Linked DNA regions of Mus musculus: region 1 is linked to region 2. Evidence: chromatin contacts called from public HiChIP or PLAC-seq data. All regions are on one chromosome and are shown on one strand. Each heading gives the region's core, a stretch centred on a gene start, on an enhancer-like site or on the middle of the called end of the contact. The rest is flanking DNA. Distances are from core to core; before and after follow the strand shown.

Region 1 (4,543 bases), core at 586-3,085, 260 kb after region 2:
CGACCCAGCCCGACCCAGCCCGCCCCACCCCCATAGCTTCTCTCTGCTTTCCCGAGACAGCCTTGGCAGTTGGAAATAAACTTTTTCTTTTTTCACCTATGGAGCAGCTATTTTGGTTTCTTTGCTGCACCCGTTTCATTCCCTTGAAAGCCAGTCTCACCTGGAACTCTACATAGCAAGTTTTAGGCCATCCAGGGATGTACAGCAAGGCACTGTCTTAAAAATAAAAAATAAAAGTTAGACATAGTGAAGAACAGCCAACTTAGAGGAACACCTTATTTCCTTAATTACCTTAACCAAAAGTGACAAGACAAAGGATTTAGGTCACCTGCCAGTTTGGTTCCTGGGCCACGCATTAACACTTGCCTGGCATGTAGATTTTCTGAAAGCTTTATTTCTTCAACAGTTCTTTTCAATATACAAATAATTGGTGGCACAGTCTAAAGAAAGTGTGTCTTCCCCAAATCTCATTACATTTTAGTTGGCATTTCCCCAAATTAGTATCTAGGAAGTGTTATCAATGCTTTATAAAGGGTTGTATTGTAGTATAACTTGTACTTTGGTGTGTTTTTAATTTGTTTTTTAACTTAAAAACATTTAACGCTTTCAACTAATTGGAAATCTTTACCTTACTAGCAAATATTTATCTGCATTATCATTACTAATAGCTTCACATGTTTCTTTTAATATTAATGTGTTTAATAGTTCACTCAAATTCCTAATTCAAGCTATTTAGGAATTTTCAGTGTGTATTACAACACTGATAAAAAAATAAAGATTTAAACAAAAGATCTGCATAAATTTCATATGAAAAATTTTAATGATACATTTTTATATATTGGAGCAGGTTCTCTGGAAGGGCCTTAAACACTGAGAAATCTCCCTAGTTCAACCTTGAATTTCTGACCCTCTAAACCTCCACCACCAGAGTTCTGGGAAGACAGGCATGCACTTTACACAGTGCTGGGAATTGAACCCACGACTTTCATGCCTATCGGGCAAACACTCTTTATTTTTGGTTTTTCGAGACAGGGTTTCTCTGTGTAGTCCTGGCTGTCCTGGAACTCACTCTGTAGACTAGGCTGGCCTCGAACTCAGAAATCCACCTGCCTCTACCTCCCAAGTGCTGGGATTAAAGGCGTGCACCACCACGCCGGGGTGGGCAAACACTCTTATCGACTGGTTTACATCCCTAGCTCCGGCTATTGCCCGTTTGAAAAATAAAAAAAAATTTTTAAGGATTTTTCTTTAAAATCTTGTATTTAAAGTAGTTCGGTGATCATCTTATCCTGAGAATGAGCTCACAAGTAAGGCAATTTGGGGACAGTGAGAATAAAAAAAAACAAAAACAAAAACAAAAAAACCCTTGCAAATGCATATTCAGTTTTACAAACGAGAAAGCAAGAGTTCCTCAGTGAACCGATTTCCAAGATATGTCTTCTGCAGTGATTCGAGAGCGTCGGACACTCGGCCCCTTCTCAGCATCCCGAGCACGATCCCTAACCTCTGCCCCAGTTCTTTCAACAGGTCCTTAGGGTACCAAACCGTGGCTCCACACGGTCACAGCGTGTGTGGAGGGGACTTGTAGTAGCGACGTACCGGAAGTGTTCGTGGAAGTGACCGAAGTCAACTCACGACTGATTGGCTCTTCGGAATAGTCCTTCGCCTCCTTTTGCTTGCCACTGGTTGCTCGTTTTGTCTATTTGAACAATCCCCGCCCTCGAGAAGCCGGTCCCGAAGCTCCAATTCTTCATGATTATTGGTGGATGTTCCTCCCCATCTTCGAGCTCGGCCCGCTGATTGGTTGTAGCGCTTACGAGCCCGCCCTCCCCACCTCCCTGGCCTAGAAGACAGCGGGGAAGGCGGGTGTTGAGGCTGGGGGCCTGAAGCGGCGGTACCGGCTCCGGCGGCGGCAGCTGAGGCGGTGGCCGAAGCCGCGCGGTGAGTCTGGGGCCTGGAGTCGGGCGCTTGCGGCTGGCGGGACGGCCAGACTCCCAGCCAGTGTGGGCCGTGCTGGGGGAGGCCCGGGAAGCCGCCTGTCTGAACCGTACAGCGCCCCAGCACCAGCTCCGCGCCCTCGGGGAGACCCCCGCAGGCTGGCGGATCTGCTCCGGGCCTTCCGTGGAGCATTTAGGTCTCCTTCTCGGGCTCAGGACCTGGAACTCCAGACCCACCTACTGACGGTGGAGCCTGTCCCCAGGAGCTCCAGTTTCGGGATCTGCCCCCTACACTTCACCATGGAGACCTGCCAGGAACCCAGACCTCCGCGCCCACGCAGGGTCAGCCTCAGGGTCACGCCCTCCCTTCACGTTTCAACCTTTCAACTCGAATTCCCCTAAGGCATTCTCACAACCTTTGGGATTTGTGACTCAAATAGTTACTTTGAATCCAGCCTGGGGCAGCTGGCTTGTGGGTAAACCTTCAAGTGACTGTCTAATTACTGACGTGATGAGAATAGAAAGTCCAAGTCGGTCTCCTTCCCGCTGCCTCGTGTGCTTACACGCTCAGTAGTGGTTTCTTCCGCTCTAAAACGGCCCAGTTCCTTTTATAGTATTTTATTCCCCCTGTAGTGTAGCGTTTGAAAGCCTTTCAAGACTATTTTACTCCTTATGTTTTGTGTTTATCCCTAACCCCGGCATGACCTTGAATTTCTTGCCTCTCCCTCAGTGCTGGGCTTAAAGATGTGTGGCATCGTGCCTTGGTTATGAGGTGGTGGGGATTGAACAAGGGGTTCTGTGCATGTTAGGCTGTGTCTCACAGATTCTTTCAAAGCCAGAGTGCTTCGGGAATTGTTTTTGTTTTTTAGTATACTCTGGCAGGATAGGTGTATATGTTAGTTACTGCCATGGCATAGTGGGCTAGCCCCTTTTTAATGGCCACTTTATTGGGGTCCCCTGGATGGTAAACTTATTGAGGGAACAAACATCACATAGTTGAAAAATGAGTGATAGTGTTGAGCTCACCATTTGAGTGTGTTGCTATTTCCTATGGTGTGTGTGTGTGTATGTATGTATTTGTTTCTAGAACTGCCTTCCCAACCCAGTGAATGCCTGTTCGTCCTATGAAATGGTGCAGTACTTGTATATAACCTTTTGTATGCTTTAAATCACACCTCCCTTGCTTTTACCTTCAAACACTATGAATGGTTGTTATACTGTACCATACACTATGAATGGTTGTTATACTGTACCATACACTATGAATGGTTGTTATACTGTACCATACACTATGAATGGTTGTTATACTCTACCATGTAGCAAATAATGACAAGAGCACTATTTATTGATGGGGGGTGGGAGGTGCCGTGCATGCAGTGGTGTGCACGTTGATGTCAGGACAAATTATAGGAGTTCTCTCCTTTACCTTGTTGGTCCCAGAGATCGAACTCAGTCATCAGATTTAGCAGCAAGCTCCCTTTCCCACTGAGGCATCCCTCCCACCCACACCCTAGGATATTCTGTCCATCCTTGGTAGACTCTCCAGGTTCAGAATCCATGGATGAGACGAGCTAGCCATGCTAGTACCCTGCACAGCTGCACTATGCCATCCATACAACAGCCTGTAGCCACATGTAGCTGCTGAGGTATGACCGATCCAGATCGGGATAGTTGAATGCGAGATTTTGGAAACTCGGTCTCAAAATGAGTTTTTGAATTATTGGATCGAGTACGCCCTGTGAGTTTCACCTGTTTCATTTAAAATTACATGGAGGGCTGGCAATATCTCAGCACCTAAGAGCACTTGTTGTTCATCCAGTGGACCCCAGTTGTCAGGCCACTCTCAACTGCCTGCAACTCCTGCTCCAGGGACTCCAATGTCCTCTTCTGACCTTTGCAGGCTTCTGCACATATGTGGCATACACTCAGATAGTCATGCATAAATAAAATAAAATAACATAAAATGACTCACGTGACTTGTATTATATTTCTGTTGGGCCAGACTGCTGTAGACTCCATACACTCCTGCAAATGACAGTCTGAGGAAAGGAGAAACCTTAGTTTTAGTTCTCTCTCTTCTGCCCTACTCCTGACTTTAGACCACATCTACAATAGTTATAAAAGCGAAGAAGAGCTGTGTGTTGCACTCCCAGAAACACTTTTAAATGTGTAAATCCTCACCTTATCCCACGAGTTAGGCTCTTCTACTGAGGTGCCATGGAAATTGAGGAGTCTTAAGTGTCCCCCTTAAGGAAGGTGACTTTGCCTCAGGATTTAAGCCCAGGTAGTCTCTGGAGTCCCAAGCCTGGCATAAATGAGTGGAAATCCGTGTTAGGAAGGCCACAGAGGAATTTACTAACAGAGTTTATAGAGTATTGAAGGATGGGGCTGGGGACGGTGTTCCGTCTCGGTAGAATGCTTGCAGCATGCAGAGCCCAGCTTGGAATCTCAGCACCCTTCGACTCCTAGCTTGGTGGTTCCAGGCCGTCAACTGTGGCGTGAGTTCAGGGTCATGCTATGAATAGAAGACTGGCTGAAAAAAATGAAAGAAAAAGATTTTTAAAGGGGCCAGCAAAATGGCTAAGTAGACAAAGGTGCTTGCTGCC
Region 2 (4,709 bases), core at 1,244-3,743:
TCTCTGTTTGCCTCCTTGCTTGATGCACAGTCACACAGACCCACAGTGACATGGGAGGGAGTTTCTTTTCCTTTCATCTGTACTTTTTGCCTCCTGGTCCCTGGTGCTGCACATAGTCCCCCCTTTTTCTGTGATGTTCGCCATTCTAATTAAGTGGAAAAGGCTTTTTACTCCATACAATTCTCCAGTTATGAATAATGATACTGGCTCATAAATGAAAATCGCTTTTCTATTTAAATTCTCTGTGTAATTTTTTTTTTTCTGATTTAAAAAAAAAAAAAAGGAATTAGGAGCCCAGAGCTCTTGGGTCATTTGCAAGTTATTCATTTTAAGCAGAGCCCTTAGCTAGCTCATTAATGGTGAGAGTGGGGCCCCAGTTAAACGCAAGGGTGTTAATTACCTTGTGGGCTTCCATGGGAATAGATTGCTGGCTCCTAGGTTAGTAAAAGTTTGGTAGGGAAACACAATTCTGTTCTAGAATCCATGAGGAAGGGAGCCTGGCTCAAAGAGATCTTATGAAGACATATGTGGGGTCCCAAGATTTACTCCTGAGGCCAACTTCCCAGAACCTGAGGATTCTGGAATGAGGTGAGGGGGCAGGTTATAGGCCTGAGTGAGGGGCCACAAGGAAATGGTCAGTGTGTGTAATGAGGAATGTGCTAATGGTCAGAGTGTATGACGAGGAATGTGCTAATGGGCAGTGTGCATAACCAGGAATGTGCTAATGGGCAGTGTGCATAATGAGGAATGTGCTAATGGTCAGAGTGTATGATGAAGAATGTGCTAATTGTCTGAGAAATGTGCTTAAATTCTCAGACTTGGTCATTCCATGTCTATAGTCTGTGGCTATGTCCAGCTATGAGTATGTGAACAGCTCAAATTGGACTTGTTGGGTTATTTAAAAGGGGGGAGGGGAGGCTACTGGAGAGATGGCTCAACAGTTAAGAGCACTGGCTGCTCTTGCTGATCACCTGGGTTCAGTTCCCAGCACCCATGCGGTGGCTCACAACCAACCATAACTCCAGTTCCAGGGAAGTTGGTGCCTTCTCTGGCCTCTTTGGGCACCACACACACATGTGGTGCACAGACATACATGCAAGCAAAATTCTCATACATATAAAATTAAGAATATTTTTTTTTAAAAGGGCTGGAGAGATGGGTCAGATGTTATGAGTATTTGCTGCTTTTGCGGAGGATCTAGGTTATATTTCCAGCACCCACATGGTGGCTGGCAACTGTTTATAACTCTAGTGGTGATGATCTGACACTCTCTCCAGCCTCTGTGGGCACCAGGCATTCATGTGGTATACACATGCACATGCATGCACACATATACATAAAGGAAAAATAAATAGCTTTTTAAAAAGATTTATTTATTTATTTCACAAATATGAGTGCACTATCTTTATGCACACCAGAAGAGGGCACCAGATCTCATTACAGATGGTTGTGAGCCACTATGTGGTTGCTGGGAATTGAACTCAGGACCTCTGGAAGACCAGTCAATGCTCTTAACTGCTGAGACATCTCTTCAGCCCCCAATAATAACTCGTAATAGAAAAAGACACAAAGTTGAAAGTAGGGGTGGGGTGGGGAAAGGGAGGGAGGGTCCAGGGGTTAGGAAGAGGAGTGGGTGTGAAAGTGATAAGAATACATTGTATTCTGTATGAAACTCTCAAAGATTGATAAACATTAAATAAAGCAGAAGGGGTATAGATAAAGACACCCATGTTGACCTCTAGTTTCTACACACCTTCATACACACATACACATGGGCACACATAAACACAAGAAAGCCAGATACAAGGCTTTCTTCACACCTCTTGACTTTGGCCTCCATTGACAGACGATAGTTGGGTGGAGGAGGGTTGGCTGGACGGTGGCAGATTTTGTGGTGAATCCAGCGTTTCTAACCACCTCCGCCATCCTCCGTCTCTGCCGTATCGATGCACAGCCTACTCTATTATTTATTTACAGCTTTTATTTTCATTGACTTATTTTTTTTAAAAACTGAAATTTAGTTTAAAGGGGAACTTTATATTTCAGCAGTAAAAGGGAAACTGGCACCCCAGTCATAAATTCAAAGACGCATAAAAATGAATACGTGACTATTAAAATAAATAATGTCCATTCCTGTGTCCTCTCTGAAAGCGACTCCCACACAGCACAGGCTGCATCCACTGTGCCTTGGAGATCCCAGCATGCAGGAGAGAGAGCACTGCTTGCCCTTGTGGTCTGGCAGCGAGCAGGGGACAGGTGACCCGCCCAGGGACCTGACTCTCTACGGAGAAGGTGTACTGAAGCCAAGAAGCTGCAGGGGCAAAGGAAGACCTGGGGAATTTCCTGGCATTTTGGACTTCTGGGAGTACCATGCAAATGATATGCAAATCACACATATGTAAATTCCACACTAGCCAGTCTGAGGTGCTCTGGGGATAGGCGCTCAGCGGTGTGGTCAGAGCTACTAGCCTGACTTTTCCTCCTGGGGCCAAGGATTTACAGTAAGAGCCAGAGGGCTGTGCAGGGAGCTCGGGTCTGGGAGCCTGGATGGAAACCGCTAAGCACTGCTGCTACTCAACCACGTGACCTTGAACGGCTCCTGTAGCCTCCCTGGATCTCAGCTTTTTTTTTTTTTTCCCCTACAGGTAAAAAGGCCAAGAAAGCAGCCATCTAGCGATTCAAGTTTGTGGGCCATGGTGCTCCAAGCTGTAGGTCAACATTCCCCGGATATTTGGATGAGATTAGCATCCAACTCCACTGACAGTAGAGAAGGTGCCCGCTGTTATTAGTAGAAGCCATGCATACCTCCCGCCGCCATCTTAGGGACTGAGACCCACTGGTTATTTTATCTGTAGATATTTCAGTATCATCTGGGCAGATAAGGGCGTCCTCCTACCTAAGAAATAAACTTTAAGTCAGGCAGTCGTAGGGTCCTGGGTATCAAATTCAGAGGCTACCATAGTGTTCACTCTACGAAATGGAGGTCTAAGTGCTGGGCCTAGAGATCAGGGAGGGAGGCAGAAGCAGCAGCAGGCCCCTGGGCAGGGTGGCAGAGCTGACCCAGGGTACCATCTTTCAGGCCCAGCTTTTTATCCTTCTTAAAATGCAAATCCCAGGACAGCTGACAAGTTTCAGCTTCTCATTTTTCTGCGATGTGGAGGATTTGAGGCCCGGCAAGCTGACATGGGAGACTTAGATTCGCTCCATCACTTCTCCCTTCATCCCCTGTGATGTGTAGCTGTTGTGGGAGGCAAGCCTGGGCTTAGGTCCCAACCCTTGCCCACTGTAGGCAGCCTCTGTCCTGAAGGTACTACCACCCCCACCTCATTCCCTCAGAGCTGTCTCTTCCTCCAGCAAGCCTTCCCTAACATCCAGCCCCTGTTCAAGGAGGTGACCCACCATGTGCATTGTGTATGTGTGCCATTTCTAGGTCCACTCTTCTGCAACTTCCCCATTTCTGGACCCACTCCCCTGCAATGGCTGCACTGGTCTGGTGTGACTAACACAGGCAGAAGGTCAGGTCTGTGCGGCACCTGCCTGTGGTGAATGGTGCAGGAATGGAGAAAAAAAATCCTGGTTCCCATTCACTCTGCAGCTGGGCCTCAGTGAGGGCAGCTGGGCAGTGGAGGCAGAGCTCGGGGAAGAGAAGGCAGGCACTTGCCTGCTGAAGTCCTTGCAGTTCCTGACTGTGACAGTGTGGACAGGGATATTTCCTCCTGGGACTGAGAGTCCTGTGGGCAATAAAGTGCTTGCTTTTTTGCCCAGAGGCTGAGGCCTTGAGTTCAGGTCTCTTTAGTAGCCAGGAGAGTAGAACAAGGTTGAGGAATGGAGGTGTGTGTGTGTGTGTGTGTGTGTGTGTTTGTGTGTGTGTGTGTGTATGTGTGTGTATGAGTGTGTGTGTATATGTGTGTGTATGTGTGTGTGTGTATGGGTGTGTGTATGTCTATGTATGTGTGTATGGGTGTGTGTGTGTCTATGTGTGTGTGTATGGATGGGTGTGTGTATGTCTATGTGTGTGTGTGTATGGGTGTGTGTGTATATATGTGTGTGTGTGTATGTATGGGTGTGTATATGTGTGTGTATATGGGTGTGTATGTGTGTGTGTGTCTATGTGTGTGTGTATGTGTGTGTATGGGTGTATGTGTATGGGTGTGTATGGGTGTGTGTGTATGTGTATGGGTGTGTGTATGTGTATGGGTGTGTATGGGTGTGTATGGGTGTGTGTGTGTGAGTGTGTGGTTTGTGTGTGTGTAACTAGATTCTGTTATACATAACTGAGGACAGTTGGGTGGACAGACACAATAGGGGCTCCCCTTCTCTCTTCCCCAGGGTATGTCCCCACCTCTCTGACTTTTCCCTCCAAACCTACTTAATCAGATAGAGGGTGTGGCCAGCAAGGAGCTCCAAGCCTGGTAGAAGAAGGTGGTAGGGATGGGGTCACCGAGTCACTGGACCAGAACACTCTTGAAGGGGTCTGGGTTGCAGGGTGTGTTTTTATCCCTTTGGTCCACATGCCAAGCTATGCCTTCACCCTGGGGCCTAGCTCAGATGGGAGTGCTGCCCCTCAGAGGCTGTCATGGTGTAGCTTGTCCCTGACAGAGCTGCCGGGTGCTCAGCTGTGCAATCTGTCCCACCCAGAACTGCAGCTGCCAGTGTTGTGAGGTGGGGGATCAGGGTGAGGGTGGCCACCTTCCTCCAGGTTCCCACAC

Evidence for each region. HiChIP or PLAC-seq counts read pairs in DNA pulled down with a chosen protein or histone mark.
Region 1: a contact with region 2 is called in an H3K27ac HiChIP or PLAC-seq map of embryonic stem cells, with 6 times the contacts expected there. The contact joins the promoter of Mtor here to the enhancer-like site in region 2. A contact is called at or near these places in 10 of 39 promoter capture datasets (the 3T3-L1 cell line, 3T3-L1-derived adipocytes, cranial neural crest and 6 more), 4 of 484 Hi-C or Micro-C datasets (dorsal root ganglion neurons, embryonic stem cells and medial ganglionic eminence), 15 of 115 datasets of contacts at active chromatin or transcription factors (acute myeloid leukemia, bone marrow-derived macrophages, craniofacial prominence and 9 more) and 1 of 9 other capture datasets (pancreatic islet).

Annotation. Positions count from the first base shown.
Region 1 is chr4:148,446,747-148,451,289 of GRCm38.p6, forward strand. Mtor (mechanistic target of rapamycin kinase) reads left to right here and starts at 1,836. Exons shown (of 58, transcript NM_020009.2): 1 at 1,836-1,941.
Region 2 is chr4:148,190,413-148,195,121 of GRCm38.p6, forward strand. No RefSeq gene overlaps it. Among named protein-coding and RNA genes, the nearest start is that of Gm32603, 22 kb to the right of the region's middle. Within about 2 kb of position 2,494, at least 20 of the 459 cell types and tissues checked have an H3K27ac peak or open chromatin away from gene starts, as enhancers often do. A contact at or near this core is called in embryonic stem cells and stem cell-derived epiblast-like cells, where this site is marked.